Regions from separate parts of the Mus musculus genome. Here all the other regions are linked to region 3. The links are chromatin contacts, called in public Hi-C and promoter capture Hi-C maps. All regions are on one chromosome and are shown on one strand. Each heading gives the region's core, a stretch centred on a gene start, on an enhancer-like site or on the middle of the called end of the contact. The rest is flanking DNA. Distances are from core to core; before and after follow the strand shown.

Region 1 (2,700 bases), core at 66-2,565, 2.3 Mb before region 3:
CCAGGGCTACACAGAGAAACCCTGTCTCAAAAAACCAAAAGAAAAAAAAAAAAAAAAACTGTCTTCAGACACACCAGAAGAGGGCATTAGATCCCATTACAGATGGTTGGGAGTCACCATGTGGTTGCTGAGAATTGAACCCAGGTCCTCTGGAAGAGCATCTGGTACTCTTAACCGCTGAGCCATCTCTACAGCCCCAGATGCTGGTCTCTTTTGTTTGTTTGTTTGTTTGTTTTTTTCCAAGACAGGGTTTCTCTGTGTAGCCCTGGCTGTCCTGGAACTCACTCTGTAGACCAGGCTGGCCTCGAACTCAGAAATCCACCTGCCTCTGCCTCCCGAGTGCTGGGATTAAAGGCGTGCGCCACCACACCCGGCTCAGCTGGTCTCTTCTTAATCACCGCTAATTTCTTAGCTCCAGCTAACCAGCATCAATTGTCCCAGTAGTCTCTTCTCTTTTTCACTCTAAAGCCAGAGCCACATGCTGGAACATCACCCCACCCCCAACCCCATTCTATTACCAGCTTTCTGTTTTCCACCTCCCTCATTGCCTAAGCTTGGCTGTCCTGGAACTTGCTCTGTAGATTGACCTTAAATCCAGAGATCTGCATGGCTATCTCCTAAATTATGGGATTAAAGACATGTACCTCCACACTTCTCTCTAGATATCTCTAGTATAAAAGCCAATATTTGGGGGGCTGGAGAGATGGCTCAGCAGTTAAGAGCACTGACTGCTCTTCCAGAGGTCCTGAGTTCAATTCCCAGCAACAACATGGTGGCTTACAACCATCTGTAATGGGATCTGACACCCTCTTCTGGTGTGTCTGACAGCTACAGTGTAGTTAGATATAATAATAAATAAATCTTTTTTAAAAGCCAATATTTTGTTCTGTATCCATAATCCCAGCACTTGAAAGCCTATGTCAACCTAGGAAGTTCCATACCTGGGCTCAAAACCAAACCAAACCCCAAAATGAAAAAAAGAAAACCATGGAGGTAGTCAGTAAAATTAAATTTTATTCAAAAAAAGAATAATGAACTGACCCCTGGCAGTGTATCTGTCCACCGAGTGCAAAAGACTCCTACCCTGGCTTTGCAGTGTTTACAAACTTCTGGAAGGACCTCCGAACTTCCGTGCCTCCTCAAAGTTCCGGCTTCCACAGCGGGGTGGGTCAAAGTGACGTTGCTTCGCTCTCATTCGCCCACCTTTCTCTACGAGGGCGGGGCCTATCCGTACAGCCGCGTCTGTCAGATTAGAGGCCCTTCCGGGGCCCTGACTTTCCGACACTCTAATTGGCTTTTGCTCGCTCTGGGGGTGTGGCCAAGTCTCAGCCCCTGTTCTTAAACTACGTCCTCACGCAGCGCATCCGTCGCGGTAGTCCATACGTCATCGGCCGGCTCCCACCCTGAGACGACAGGGACTCGACCGTAGAACCCGCTGCGGCTGCTGGAAGGAGCGGTGAAGGCTATGGCATCAGCGATGGCCGGAGCAGGGCCGGCTCCGGGACTCCCGGTGGCGGGAGGGCCGGTGGTCCCGGGGCCTGGTGTCGGCATCCCGGGCAAGAGCGGCGAGGAACGCTTGAAAGAAATGGAGGCGGAGATGGCCCTGTAAGGCCCTGAGTAGGAGAAATAAAAGCTGTTCCCGGGCAAACCCAATTAACCCTGTAGCCTCCAGGTCTTCAGAAGGTTGAGATGTGGTTCCATAAGGGGCCGTGGGACCCGAGGGATGCGGGGAGGCATTAGCTGGGATGAAGGCGCGGTGGAGAAGTACCCAGCACCTCAGGCTTGGTGAGACCTGACCTATGGTATCTGTCCCGCTCCCCCAGGTTTGAGCAAGAAGTATTGGGAGCTCCGGTGACCGGAATCCCAACTGCTGTGCCTGCGGTGCCCACGGTAGAAGCGATGCAGGTCCCCCCAGCTCCTGTGATCCGCCCAATTATCGCCACCAACACATACCAACAGGTAAGGTGAGAGCTACAGCTTGAGTCGGGAGAACAGAATGGTTTGGTCCCAATAAGGGCTTATCTATGGACAGCGATTGATGTTTTGGCTGGCATGACCACTTAAGTGCCAGGGACTCAGGATGCAAGACAGTATATTTAATCCATTGGAAACTAATATTCTACAGTGCCTGTCCGGTAGAACTTTCTGCAGTGTTAGATTATTCTATATAAACATCTCTTGAGCCAGGCATGGTGGCGCACACCTTTAATCCCAGCACTCGGGAGGCAGAGGCAGGTGGATTTCTGAGTTCGAGGCCAGTCTGGTCTACAGAGTGAGTTCCAGGACAGCCAGGGCTATACAGAGAAACCCTGTCTCGAAAAACAAACAAAAAAAAAAATCTCTTGAAAGTTTTTATTCACAGATTTGGGGTGTAGTTCAGTGGTAGAGCACTTAGCCTGGCAGAGTCCTATTTTCTAAGCCCACTACCACCACAAAAAAACCAAAACAATATTAAAATGTATATCTGTGTTGTCATTCCCAAGACTCATGGATAATATTCCAGGTGCTTAATAGTCAGCTGTAAGAAAGAAGCCGAGGAAAGAAGGAAACAGGGGGGAACTATTTAGAGGAACACCAGCAGAGAAAACGTGTTTATTCTGTTCACAGTTATTAGGTGGGCTGGGATGCAGCTTAGTAATAATCTCATGCCTGGCATGTCAAAGCCGTGGGTTCAATCCCTTGCATTGTGGAGGGAACAAA
Region 2 (2,700 bases), core at 92-2,591, 2.2 Mb before region 3:
ATCTAGGAGGGTCGCCACCTGCCTGCACCCAAGCTAGAATCGGAGGGAAGGCATCCTAGGTCTGGAGGGATAGAGTAATAGAAGGCTGGACTGAACATCTTGGAGTCCTGGAGCCAAGGGGGAAAAACAGATCTGACTGTTCGTTATTGGCTCGAGGAGGGGCCAGAAGCTAGGGAGAAACCTCAGGGGACTCAGCTCATTCTGGCACCACAGCAGCCCAGCCAATGTCTGGCCTGTCTCTCCTCTCCGTATTTACTCCATATGTATGACAGATTAGACACCTGCCATGAATGAGAAGAGCAGCTTAGGATCAGATTGGTAGAATGGTAAAAAACAAAACATAAGTAAAATAAATTAAAAGGAAACAAACAAATTTGAGTTTCAAAGGCTTTTTATCCCTTCCTCAATTTAAAGAGTATCAAAACTGGGCGTGGTGGCACTGGCTGAGACAGGATGATAGAGATTTCAAGACCAGCCTGAGCTACACAGGAAGAAGACATATGGGGGGGGGGCGCTAAAGGTGTCAAAAGAGGTGGAAATCTCTAGGGACCTTGACCCCTTGAGCAGAAAATGAAAGAAACCCCTGGTTTTGATTTCAGAGAAATGTCATTTGTCATCAGCCCAAGAAAAGGAGATTTTTCTCTTCGAAGACCACCACAGGCTTCCTGGGGTTGCCCCCCTCAGAGTCTGCTGGGAGGATCTGAGTCACACACACCTAGTCTTTGCTGTGGTCCAGAGGACAAGGGTCAGTCTCATAGAGGAAGGGGGGCCTGATGAACTAAGCCAGGGAAAGGAGGAGCCTTGGCTTTTCCTCTGCCTGCTGCTTCCCATTCTGTGTTTCTATGCTTACACTTCTGAGGTATCACAAGTGCTTTTCCAGCTACTCCTTGCTATGGCCACCTCCAGGATGTAGAACTAATAGCAGCTGAATGCTGTGTTGTGCTCACAGACTGCTTCCTCATGCATGGCACTTCATTTTCACCCCCACCTCTGGACGAGACCATGACACTTGATGCATGAGGTGACTGAGGGAGGGATGACGTGCCCAAGGTGACTCAACTAGTAAATGGCAGAGATGAGGCTTCAACTCTTGACTATCCCAAAGTCCCTGTCACCACAGGTTCACATCTTTGACTCTACAGAACTCACAAGTGAATTAGACTGAGGAGGCAAGGCAGTCCGGGTTGTTAAAAGTAGATCTGTAGCCTCTCTTATAGGTCCTAAGCAGAGACAGTAAGCCACACCCCTCTAGGGGACTGTGGCAGACTAATACTTGGGATGACTGAGGACGGGGTGGAGCTAACTGGGGGTAGGTGGGCAGGAACCCCAGGAGCAGTAGTGAGCATGCGGTACTAGGAGGCAGCTACAGAGGTGAGTTACCATCCCTCTCCCCAGCTGTGCTTTTCCTCCATTCCAACCTTCTTTCTACTTCCTGCCACCCTGCATCCCTCACTCCAAGGTGTCTAAGTAGTTCCTCATTCCTCTCTCTGCCTCCCCCACCATGCTGCTTACTCATGGAGGGTCCACACCGAGCTAGGCCTGCAGGATGCTAAGACTCGCAGGCTATCTCTCTCTGTGTCATGATGGTTTTGATGTGTGATTAAAGTCTTGACTTGTTGAGCACTTTCTGAGTCTTAGTCTTTTGGCTTATGAAAAACAGAACTCAACCATTCTTTATCCTCCTTGTGAGAGGAAGTAGCTTCCCTTTCCCCAGTCTCTTTTTCCTTTCTTTCACTTCCTCAGGCATCAAAGCCTTCTCTAAAACTCTTGTGTGACTCCCTTAACCCACTGGATGGAGATCTCTGCTCTTTTCCAATCCCTTCTCAGAGGGTGTATTCTAGAAGCTTCAGTCTTGCAGAGACAATTGTGTGACGCCTTAAGAGTCTTTTGTCCTGCCATGTGAGCTGTCTTGATGCCTTCTCTGGCTTTCTGGGCTCATGTTGGGGGAGGACCCAAAAGCTGTCTGAGCTCTCTCATGAGGTCGCATCTTCCTCCATTCATAAATGCCAGGTTTGATGCAAAGTGTGGAAAAGGCCAGGCTGTTCAGAGGCTTTCCCTGCAAAAGAGCCTGGGGAAGCCAAACCTTCCTTAAGCTGGGTGTTTGCTAACTATACCAGCCCTAAACCCACTATCTGATACCTCTGCTAACTGCCTGGCTGTCGTTCTTCAGGCCCCAAACCTAACCTCTGGCCCAGTGTGCATTCTCCTAGTGTGGCATCCCCACAGCTGGCCTTTGGCTTAGTTTATTTGATTCATTCAGGACAGACAGCACCAATCTGAGCCCAGACACTCACTCTTTCTCCCTTCCCCTTCACAGGCCAGAGAGTATGCGGTTTCTCTCCCACTTCAATCATGGATCCCCCATTGTGGCTTTCCTCTCAGAGCCTGTGAAACTGGTAGATTAGCCAGGAACAATGCCCCAGACCCCCACAAGACTAATCAGCCCATATGGCTCTGATAGGTTGGTACAGTTAGCGGCTAGACTCCGGCCAGCACTGTGTGATACCCTGATCACAGTAGGGGGCCTGGAGTTCCCGGCTCACAGCCTAGTGCTGGCAGGTGCAAGCCCAAGGCTTGGCTGCAGGGGCCGGTGGGCTCTGGTTGAAGACATAAGCCCTTCCACCTTTGCTCAGATTCTGACCTTTGTCTATGGAGAGAGTATAGAGCTACAGCCTGGGGAGCTGGGGGACCTTGAAGAGG
Region 3 (2,700 bases), core at 168-2,667:
AACCACCCGTAATGAGATCTGACGCCCTTTTCTGTTGTGTCTGAAGACAGCTACAGTGTACTTATATATAATAATAAATAAATCTTTAAAAAAAAAAAAAGCGCACTGATTGCGGCTTCCAAAGGTCCTGAGTTCAAATCCCAGCAACCACATCGTTGCTCACAACCATCCATAACAAGATGTGACCCCCTCTTCTGGGGTGTCTGAAAACAGCTACAGTGTACTCACATATAATAAATCTTTAAAAAACAAACGGGCTGGAGAGATGGCTCAGCAGTTAAGGTCCTGAGTTCAAATCCCAGCAACCACATGGTGGCTCACAACCATCTGCAATGAAATCTGATGCCCTCTTCTGGGGTGTCTGAAGACTGCTACAGTGTACTTACATACAAACAAACCCTGCCTCAAGCTGACAAGATACCTCAGCAGGTGAAAGTGCCTGCTGTCCAGCCTAAGGAAATGTCTTTAGACTGCCACTCAGAGCTAAGGTGTGTACAATTTAAACACACACACACACACACACACACACACACACACACAACCCTAGGCCTGTGCTGCTGGGCACATAAGGCTGCAATCCCGGCACCCATGAGACTGGGGCACAAAGACCAGTCTGGGCCACTTTATGAGATTCTCCAAAGCACAAAAAAGGCCCCCTAACCGCCTCCCCTGTTCGTGTTCCACCCCTCCTGGAAAACGGAGCTGGGAGCTTACCTCTCAGGCAAGGTCCGGTGGGAATTGGGCCTGGTTTCGGGGAGAAGAGAGAGAGAGAGAGAGAGAGAGAGAGAGAGAGATGTCAAGAGTTGGCCATGTGAGTGGAAAGGCCGGCCCCCGAATTTCTGAAGGAGTGATGGTGATGATGGTGATAAAGCATGAAGCCAGATGCTCAATCCCCTGAGGAGAGCAATCCAGAAGCTTCACTGAAGGAGACTGAGGTCTGACTCCCTCCCGCAAGGTGCAATTCCGAAATTGAATAGCAGGGGACCAGGAAGCGACCGCAGAGCCCAGGGGGGACCGCCCCTTCATCGGGGGTGAGCGCTGCGCGACCTCGGGGGCCGACCTGAGGGAATCAGTGATGTCGCAAGCAGCCCCCCTCGGCCTAGTCCCCAGCTTGCAGCTCACAAAACAAAATGAAGCGGCAGGTGACAGGAGACCTACCTGTGGCCATCTTCCCTCTGGGCCTGGGTCTGGATGGTGGGCGCCATCGCGACCAGGCGACGGCGGCGCGGTAGGCGTCCTCGCTGGCCGCAGGCGGACGCTGAGTGGCGTACCGACTTTGAGAGACGCCGGATCCAAGGACAGGCTCCCGTAGACGCCGGGCTCCGCGGGGAAAGGGGATGAAGTGGGCCGACGAGAAGGGCTCGGGTGTGACTGAAGTAAGAGCACAGACAGCGTCGGACACAGACTTGCAGCTCCCGCTCCGACTGCTACCAAGACGCAGAAGACTAGACAGGTCGCTCCTGGCCGCAAGGCCTTCAGGGAAATAGAGTTTGGTCAGTCCTTCACAGTGATTGGCGAGCTGTGGGTGAAGGGGCGGAGCCGTGGGGGAACTCCTCTTATGATTGGCGAAAAGATATTCCACTCATGGCCTCGGATTTGGGAGGGCGGAGAAAAATGCATATCCTCTTCTCCCATTGGCTAATCTGTCGGTAAGGCATGGCTAACTAGGAGGTCAGCCAACTGAAAAAGCTGAGGAGCTACCGGAGCAGACGCATTTATGACGCATTTCCGGCGTTCTAGCGGAGGAAAATGGCTGCGCCCCAGCCACAGGCTGCAGCGGTTTCCTCTGCGTCTGGTGTGTCAGGCCCGGGTTCTGCCGGGGGTCCGGGTCCCCAGCAACAGCCACAACCGACCCAGTTGGTGGGTTCTGCCCAGAGCGGGCTCCTGCAGCAGCAGCAGCAGGACTTCGATCCTGTGCAGCGCTACAAGATGCTCATCCCGCAACTGAAGGAGAGTCTCCAGGTGATGGGCCCTGCGCGGGGAGCAAGAGGGGCTGGCTGGCGGGCGGGCGGGCTCCGGGGACGAGCGCCGAGGGGCTGTTTGTTGAAGGAGAGATCGTAGGTCGGGAAGAGAAGACAGACTAGCTGTGTTGTGTTTGTGTCTAACCAAAGTGAAGCTCCGGTCAGCTGTAGTGGTGGCGCGTTCTTAATCCCCGTGCTGGGACAGCAGAGGGGGACGGATCTGAGCTCGAGGCCAGTCTGGTCTATAGAGTTCCAGGCCGACCAGGGTCTACATAGTGAAACCCTGTGGAGAGAAAGGAGATGAGGATGAATGACAATTTTTGTTTGTTTGTTTTTTTTTGTTTTTCGAGACAGGGTTTCTTTGTATAGCCCTGGCTGTCCTGGAACTCACTCTGTAGACCAGGCTGGCCTCGAACTCAGAAATCCGCCTGCCTGTGCCTCCCAAGTGCTGAGATTAAAGGCGTGCGCTACCATGCCCAGCATGAATGACAATTTTAACTGTGTATGGTAGTGCAAGCCTTTAATTCCTGCCTTCTGGAGGCAAAGGAAGGTAAATCTTTTGAGTTCCAAGACAGCCTTGGCTACACAGAGAAACCCTGTCCCAAAAAACTAGATGGAAGTGGGGGAGGCAGGAGGAGAAGAGTAAAAAGAGAAACCGTTCTGGTTAAGTTCCGTGCAGAAGTACGGCCTAAGTGTCATTTCAGTCCATGATGACTAGATAAAGGGTATGTCCAGGAAG
Region 4 (2,700 bases), core at 146-2,645, 2.0 Mb before region 3:
TTTTCCACTTATTTTTTCCCTTTATTTAGGAAAAAAAAAAAAAAGGTCCTATTATTGTGGCTAGGGCAATCTAGAACTCATTCTGTAGCCCAGGTAGGTCTTGATCCTTCTACCTCTGCCTCCGGAGTAGCTGGGATGACAAGCCTGCGCCACTAGGCTCAGCACCACTGAGAAGTTTTTAGGGGCCCTTAAGCATCTGTCCCCACCCTATAGTTTACCTCCATCACCAGGGGAAATGGGCCTGACCGGCCTGGGTCTGACGGAGGGTAGAAATCAGGAGTCAGGAAGCCTTCAGAAGCAGAGAATGGGAAAGAGCCCTCTGTATAGGTAGCATGGATGCTAGGGTCCCAGTCTGCAAAGCCTGAAGGGGGAGCCAGGTTGCCAGGTCCGGAATCCACAGTCTCTTGGAAGGCAGGGAAATGAGTATGGCCTGAAACAGAGAGGGTGGTCAGAACCAGCCTGTTATTACAGCCTGGAGACATGGCCAGGGAAGGTAAACCTGGAGTCTCCAGAGGTCCTGAGACACTGAGGAGCTGGGTCCTCCAGTCCTGGGGCATCAGCAAGCTGCGATGCCAGGCCTACTGGATCTCAAGCAACTGGGATCTGAAGTCCTGGAGTCTTAAACCCTGGATGCTTGAAGGACACTATTCATGGACTACTGGGCTACTGAAAACCAACGTCAAATTCCAGGGGTTTTGGTTATAAGACAAGGTGTCTTAGATAGCTCTAGGTGGCCTGGAACTTGCTAGTAAAAAAAAAAAACCACATGACCTCAAACCCAATGGCAATCCGCCCCCCCTCAACTCCGGAGTACTGGGAATATAGACATGTGCAACGATGGCAGGCTGGTCATCAAAATTTCCCATATGGCTCAAGAATAATGAGAGCTGCCTGACTCCTCGGTCCCCAAAGGTCTAAGAGCTGGGATGCCTGAGTCTAAGAGAAGCTGGGCTAGGAGCTAACTTTATTCTTACCTGGCTCTGCCTCATTCACAGATGGAGTCAGTGGCTGGACCAGAGGAGGGGAGAAGTGTCCCTGCAATGTAAAGGAAATGAATTTATGAATCTGGAAGATTCTTCCAGGTCTGTCCCCCACCTGCAGAGCCTCAGAGTCAGGACTACAACTCCCATCTCCCCCAGCGCACATGGCGACTTCCAGAGACTCACCGGCACCCCAGCAGCCTCTGGCTGCTGCTGTCGGCGCCTCTGTTCTTCCAGAAGCTTCTTTACCGTCTGTGTTGGGCAGTGACTACGCTCAGGCCGACTCACTGTGTGTGGGAAGACAGAAGGAAGTCATCAGGAATGTTTAAGTCACCCGAATGCAGCCTCGGTGGCAGCGGTGGGTGGCTGGGAGTGCATGTGGGCGCCCTCCTTTCCTTCGAGCGAGCTGGAGAACTACAAAGCCAACAGAAGATGTTGAGTGCAGGGCCCCGCCTCCGCCATTTCCTTCCTTTTCCTCCACGCTTTTCCTCCGCACCAACTTTCCACCACCGTAGTGGAAACTGAGGAAGTGGGGAGGCTAGCACTTCTCTGAAGCATCTATCTTCTCCGGAGACACCGGGCTCCTCGGAAGCACCACCACATCCGTTAAAAATCCCAACCTAGGCGACCAGGTCCTAACACTAGGAGTGGAGGACTGGGGTTTGCTAATCTCAACTTCCCGAAAAGGCATTTCCAGGTTCCCAATATCTCTGTTTTAACTAGGAGTAGAGGCACACCCCTGCAATCCCAGCGAGGTGGTGGCAGAGGGTCAGGTGTTAAGGCCAGACTCATCTATAAACGAAGTGAGAGGCCAACCTGGACTACCTGAGACCTCTGTCTCAAAACAACAACAAAATGTTTCTCTGTTCTAGAATCTGACATGTGGGGCTGGGCGCAAGGCTGGGTGGATGGTAGAACGTAAGCCCAGAGTCCTCAGCACAGGAAAGGGTGAGTTGCTCCTCTCCAAGTCTTGGGATCACCACTCTTGCTCTAGCCTCTCTGCCAGGATCCACCAAATCAGTAGCGGTGTAGTTCCTCAATGATCCAGGGATCTGGAGTCGCAAAGCTCCCGCCCCCACCTCGGCAAACTTGGGAATAGCAGGGACCAACCATCCCGGAGATGCCCCTGTATCCCATTGGCACAATCCATTCACCCAGAACCCAAGAGTACAGACCCTCAGTCTCCTCTGAGACCTGAAAATCCGGTTCCCTCGACCCAAGAAGAGCAAATCCCCAGCCCAGACTTCCCAGCTCAGACTCCAGCGCGAGAAGGGTTAAAGTCAGCCGAGGACTGACTCGGAAACCCTCGAGACGAGACGCCGCGCGCTGACGTCACGGCGCTAACGCAAGGGAATCTTCCACCTCCCAGTTCCGCTCCGCACGCGCGCGCCGCAGGTGTCTGGCTCGGAGGCGGGGCACGCAGCGAAGCGCGGCGCCCGTGGAATCCCCGCGCACGGGGAATTCCTGTTCGGCCCGGGCACCCTGCACCAGTGGTGCTCTGGGAAGTCCCAGGGCGGGGCTGCTCTCTACCAGAGTGGACTCCTGAGGTCCAGCGCCCGACCTTCGAGGCCCAAACCTGCGTCCATAACCGCAATTTCAAGGATGCAATGCAGCCCCTCCTTGGGTGAAGGAGTCCGGGTCACTTCGTCCTCTTAGAGAACCCCCGGTATCAGGCCTCTCAGTCCTTGCACCCCAACTCCCAAGGATGTCCAACACTCCC
Region 5 (2,700 bases), core at 126-2,625, 2.7 Mb after region 3:
ATTATATTTAAACCAGTGGTGGTGATGTGTCTGTCTCAAAGGGTATTTATGCAAATAAACACCTTAGCCTCAACCGGTGATGTATGGATCTAGAAGTGTTTTTTAAGAAATCTAGTCAAAGCCAGGCGTGGTGGCGCACGCCTTTAATCCCAGCACTCGGGAGGCAGAAGCAGGCGGATTTCTGAGTTCAAGGCCAGCCTGGTCTACAAAGTGAGTTCAACAACAAAGTGAAAACAACAACAACAACAACAACAACAAAAACCCAAGAAATCTAGTCAAGGGGAGCTGGAGAGATGGCTCAGTGGTTATGAGCACTGACTGCTCTTCCAAAGGTCCTGAGTTGAATTCCCAGCAACCACATGGTGGCTCACAGCCATCTGTAACGGGATCTGATGCCCTCTTCTGGTGTGTCTGAAGACAGCTACAGTGCTCTTATATAAATAAAATAAGTCTTGAAAGAAAGATAAAAGAAAGAAAGAAATCTAGAGAAGGGTAATATCTGCCTTGGTGAAATACCTATTCTGGGATAGTCACTCTTATGAGAGTGGTCTTGCTCTCGATCTCCTCTGAGAGGGATTTACCAGGCTGGCCAACTCATTTCTTCTCGAGACGGGAGGTGGGTATACTCAACATCTAGAAATAAGTTCAAGGAGGCGGGCGTACTTGGTTACATACTACACAGTAACCGCTCTTCAAAAACCCTTCTTCGGTGAGGATGGCGCGCGCTGAGTTAAACTTGGTGAGGCTCGTACCTTGAAGAAAAGAAGCAGATCCATCCGGCCGGGACAGCAGGTTTTGCTCACAAGCAAAGTGCCGGAGACTGCAGACTGGACTTCGGGGGCTGGACTCTGTTCCGGTGTCAGTGAGTAAATTGGCGTCTGCACGCTTTGCGCCCTCCATAGCCGCTGACCACGCGCGCTGCGGCTCCCACCGTAGCTTCCGCTTAGCGGCGCGCGCAGTTCTACCGGCCGCGTACCTATTGCGCATGCGCCCGTCTAGGGCACGCCCGAGTTGGCCCTAGCACGTGGCTCAGCGTTTACTAACAATCTGGTCCCGCCCACCTCCACCTCCCAATTCTGGCATAGCCATTGGACAACAGGGAACAGGGGGAGGGACTTGGAGAGGGCCCATTTTGCTCAGGGCTCCGGGTCCTGAACCCTGAAGGTTCAAGTTAAGTTGTCCTTTTAGTTGCCTGAATTAGGAGCAACTAGAAGCAGACGACCGGAGCAATTTTAGAGACTAAAAATTGCCACCTTACTCATTTATGCGTCTTTGTCGCAAGGTGGTTAGAAGCAGATAGCGTGTTGGCCTAGCGGTGCTGCTATTTGAATAAGGCATCTGGTGGGACAGCCGTATGTCTATCCTGTGAGAAAGGAGGAGTGGTTATTAGCCAAGATGGCGATAGTGATGTCTGCGGCCAAGATCTGGAGGCCGAGCCGTGGCCTGCGCCAGGCTGCTCTTCTCCTGTTGGGACGATCTGGGGTTCGGGGCTTGGCTAGATCTGTGAGTATCTGAGCCCCACGGGGTCTTTCTTAGGGAGAAATAGAGACGTAAAAGTTATTCTTACATTGTGTGAGACACCGCGGGCTGTGAAGGAAAGAAAGAAAAGGTCCGAGAAACTTCTTGAAGAGAAATTCAAGGGAAGAATCCCTTTAGAGGAAAAGCAAGGCAGCTACTTGTGGGCCTCGATAGAAGGAGACGAGACGGGGGTTGAAAGGACAGATCAGGTTTTCATAGGGTCCTACATTGCTTAAATTCCAACTGTAAAGGGAGTTGAGCAAGAAACTGGTTTGATTCCTATGCCACCTGATCAAAAGGCAAGGCAAGGGACTTTGCCATGACTGTCCTTTACACAAGATGATTATGAAGGGAGACAAAGAGAGCTACAAGTTCAAACAGGACCCTTTGCCCACGTTATTTTTTTGAGACAGGATCTCACCCACGAGTCCGGAATGGCCTTTAGCTCACCCAGATGCTTAGACAGGCATCGAACTGGAGATAGTCCTGTCCCAGCCTCCCAAGTACTGGCATTACAGATGTAAGCTACGGTGCTTGGCTGCCCACTTTTCTTGAAAACACTGGAGAAAACTCGGAATTCCCTTTTGATCCATTGTTGATAAGGGCAGGATAACACTTCCAAAATCTGTTGCGGTCTGGCAATGTACCACCACAGTGTAGAATGCTTGCCTAGCACGCGCCACGTCCAGAGTTTGGCTCCTAGCCCTGTGTGTTTGTTTATCTGGATATGGCGACACATGTCTGTAATTTCAGCGCTTGGGAAGTAGGAGAGGAGGCATTTGAGGCCAGGTTGAGTTACGTGAGACCCTATCTCAAAAAAAAAAAAAAAAGATTTTTAAAAATGGTTTACTTATTTTTATTTCACGTGCATTGTTGTTTGGTCTGCATGAAGATGTTGGATTCTGTAGAACTTGAGTTGCGTACATACAGACAGTTTTGGACTGCCATATGGGTCCTGGGAATTGAACCCAATTCCTCTGGAAGAGCAGCCAGTGCTCTTAGTCACTGAGCCATCTCCCTGCACCCCCCAAAAGATTCTTTTTAAAAAGAATAGGACCTGGTGTGGTGATGTATGCTTTTGATTCCAGCACTTAGGCAAACAGATCTCTGTGAGTACCAGGCCAGGGCTACATTGTGAAACTGTGTCTTTTTCTCTTTTTCATTTATTTATTTATTCACTCC

The links. Promoter capture Hi-C pulls out the DNA fragments that hold promoters and counts their contacts. A called contact is a pair of places that touch in the nucleus more often than the background predicts. Capture Hi-C pulls out chosen DNA fragments and counts their contacts.
Region 1: a contact with region 3 is called in a promoter capture Hi-C map of adipose tissue, with 2.7 times the contacts expected there. The contact joins the promoter of Rbm42 here to the promoter of Paf1 in region 3. A contact is called at or near these places in 1 of 115 datasets of contacts at active chromatin or transcription factors (acute myeloid leukemia) and 1 of 9 other capture datasets (adipose tissue).
Region 2: a promoter capture Hi-C map of liver shows a contact between it and region 3, with 2.8 times the contacts expected there. The contact joins the promoter of Zbtb32 here to the promoter of Paf1 in region 3. A contact is called at or near these places in 4 of 39 promoter capture datasets (the C10 cell line, cranial neural crest, liver and 1 more), 1 of 484 Hi-C or Micro-C datasets (B cells) and 1 of 115 datasets of contacts at active chromatin or transcription factors (bone marrow-derived dendritic cells).
Region 4: a contact with region 3 is called in a Hi-C map of neutrophils, with 6 times the contacts expected there. The contact joins the promoter of Nfkbid here to the promoter of Paf1 in region 3. A contact is called at or near these places in 6 of 39 promoter capture datasets (the C10 cell line, cranial neural crest, embryonic stem cells and 2 more), 3 of 484 Hi-C or Micro-C datasets (B cells, bone marrow-derived macrophages and neutrophils), 3 of 115 datasets of contacts at active chromatin or transcription factors (astrocytes, bone marrow-derived dendritic cells and regulatory T cell precursor) and 1 of 9 other capture datasets (liver).
Region 5: a contact with region 3 is called in a promoter capture Hi-C map of liver, with 3 times the contacts expected there. The contact joins the promoter of Bckdha here to the promoter of Paf1 in region 3. A contact is called at or near these places in 1 of 39 promoter capture datasets (liver) and 2 of 9 other capture datasets (adipose tissue and liver).

The regions. Positions count from the first base shown.
Region 1 is chr7:30,648,843-30,651,542 of GRCm38.p6, reverse strand. Rbm42 (RNA binding motif protein 42) reads left to right here and starts at 1,315. Exons shown (of 10, transcript NM_133693.2): 1 at 1,315-1,605; 2 at 1,824-1,959. The coding sequence starts at 1,466.
Region 2 is chr7:30,591,583-30,594,282 of GRCm38.p6, reverse strand. It overlaps Zbtb32 (zinc finger and BTB domain containing 32), which reads left to right and starts at 1,341. Exons shown (of 6, transcript NM_021397.2): 1 at 1,341-1,371; 2 at 2,318-2,700. The coding sequence starts at 2,415.
Region 3 is chr7:28,391,713-28,394,412 of GRCm38.p6, reverse strand. It overlaps Paf1 (Paf1, RNA polymerase II complex component), which reads right to left and starts at 1,417. Exons shown (of 14, transcript NM_019458.3): 1 at 1,159-1,417; 2 at 715-744. The coding sequence starts at 1,205. Med29 (mediator complex subunit 29) reads left to right here and starts at 1,723. Exons shown (of 4, transcript NM_026042.3): 1 at 1,723-1,962. The coding sequence starts at 1,750.
Region 4 is chr7:30,421,970-30,424,669 of GRCm38.p6, reverse strand. It overlaps Nfkbid (nuclear factor of kappa light polypeptide gene enhancer in B cells inhibitor, delta), which reads right to left and starts at 1,395. Exons shown (of 11, transcript NM_172142.4): 1 at 1,167-1,395; 2 at 975-1,035; 3 at 219-430. The coding sequence starts at 224.
Region 5 is chr7:25,657,436-25,660,135 of GRCm38.p6, reverse strand. Bckdha (branched chain ketoacid dehydrogenase E1, alpha polypeptide) reads left to right here and starts at 1,375. Exons shown (of 9, transcript NM_007533.5): 1 at 1,375-1,503. The coding sequence starts at 1,396. It overlaps Exosc5 (exosome component 5), which reads right to left and starts at 983. Exons shown (of 6, transcript NM_138586.3): 1 at 753-983. The coding sequence starts at 900.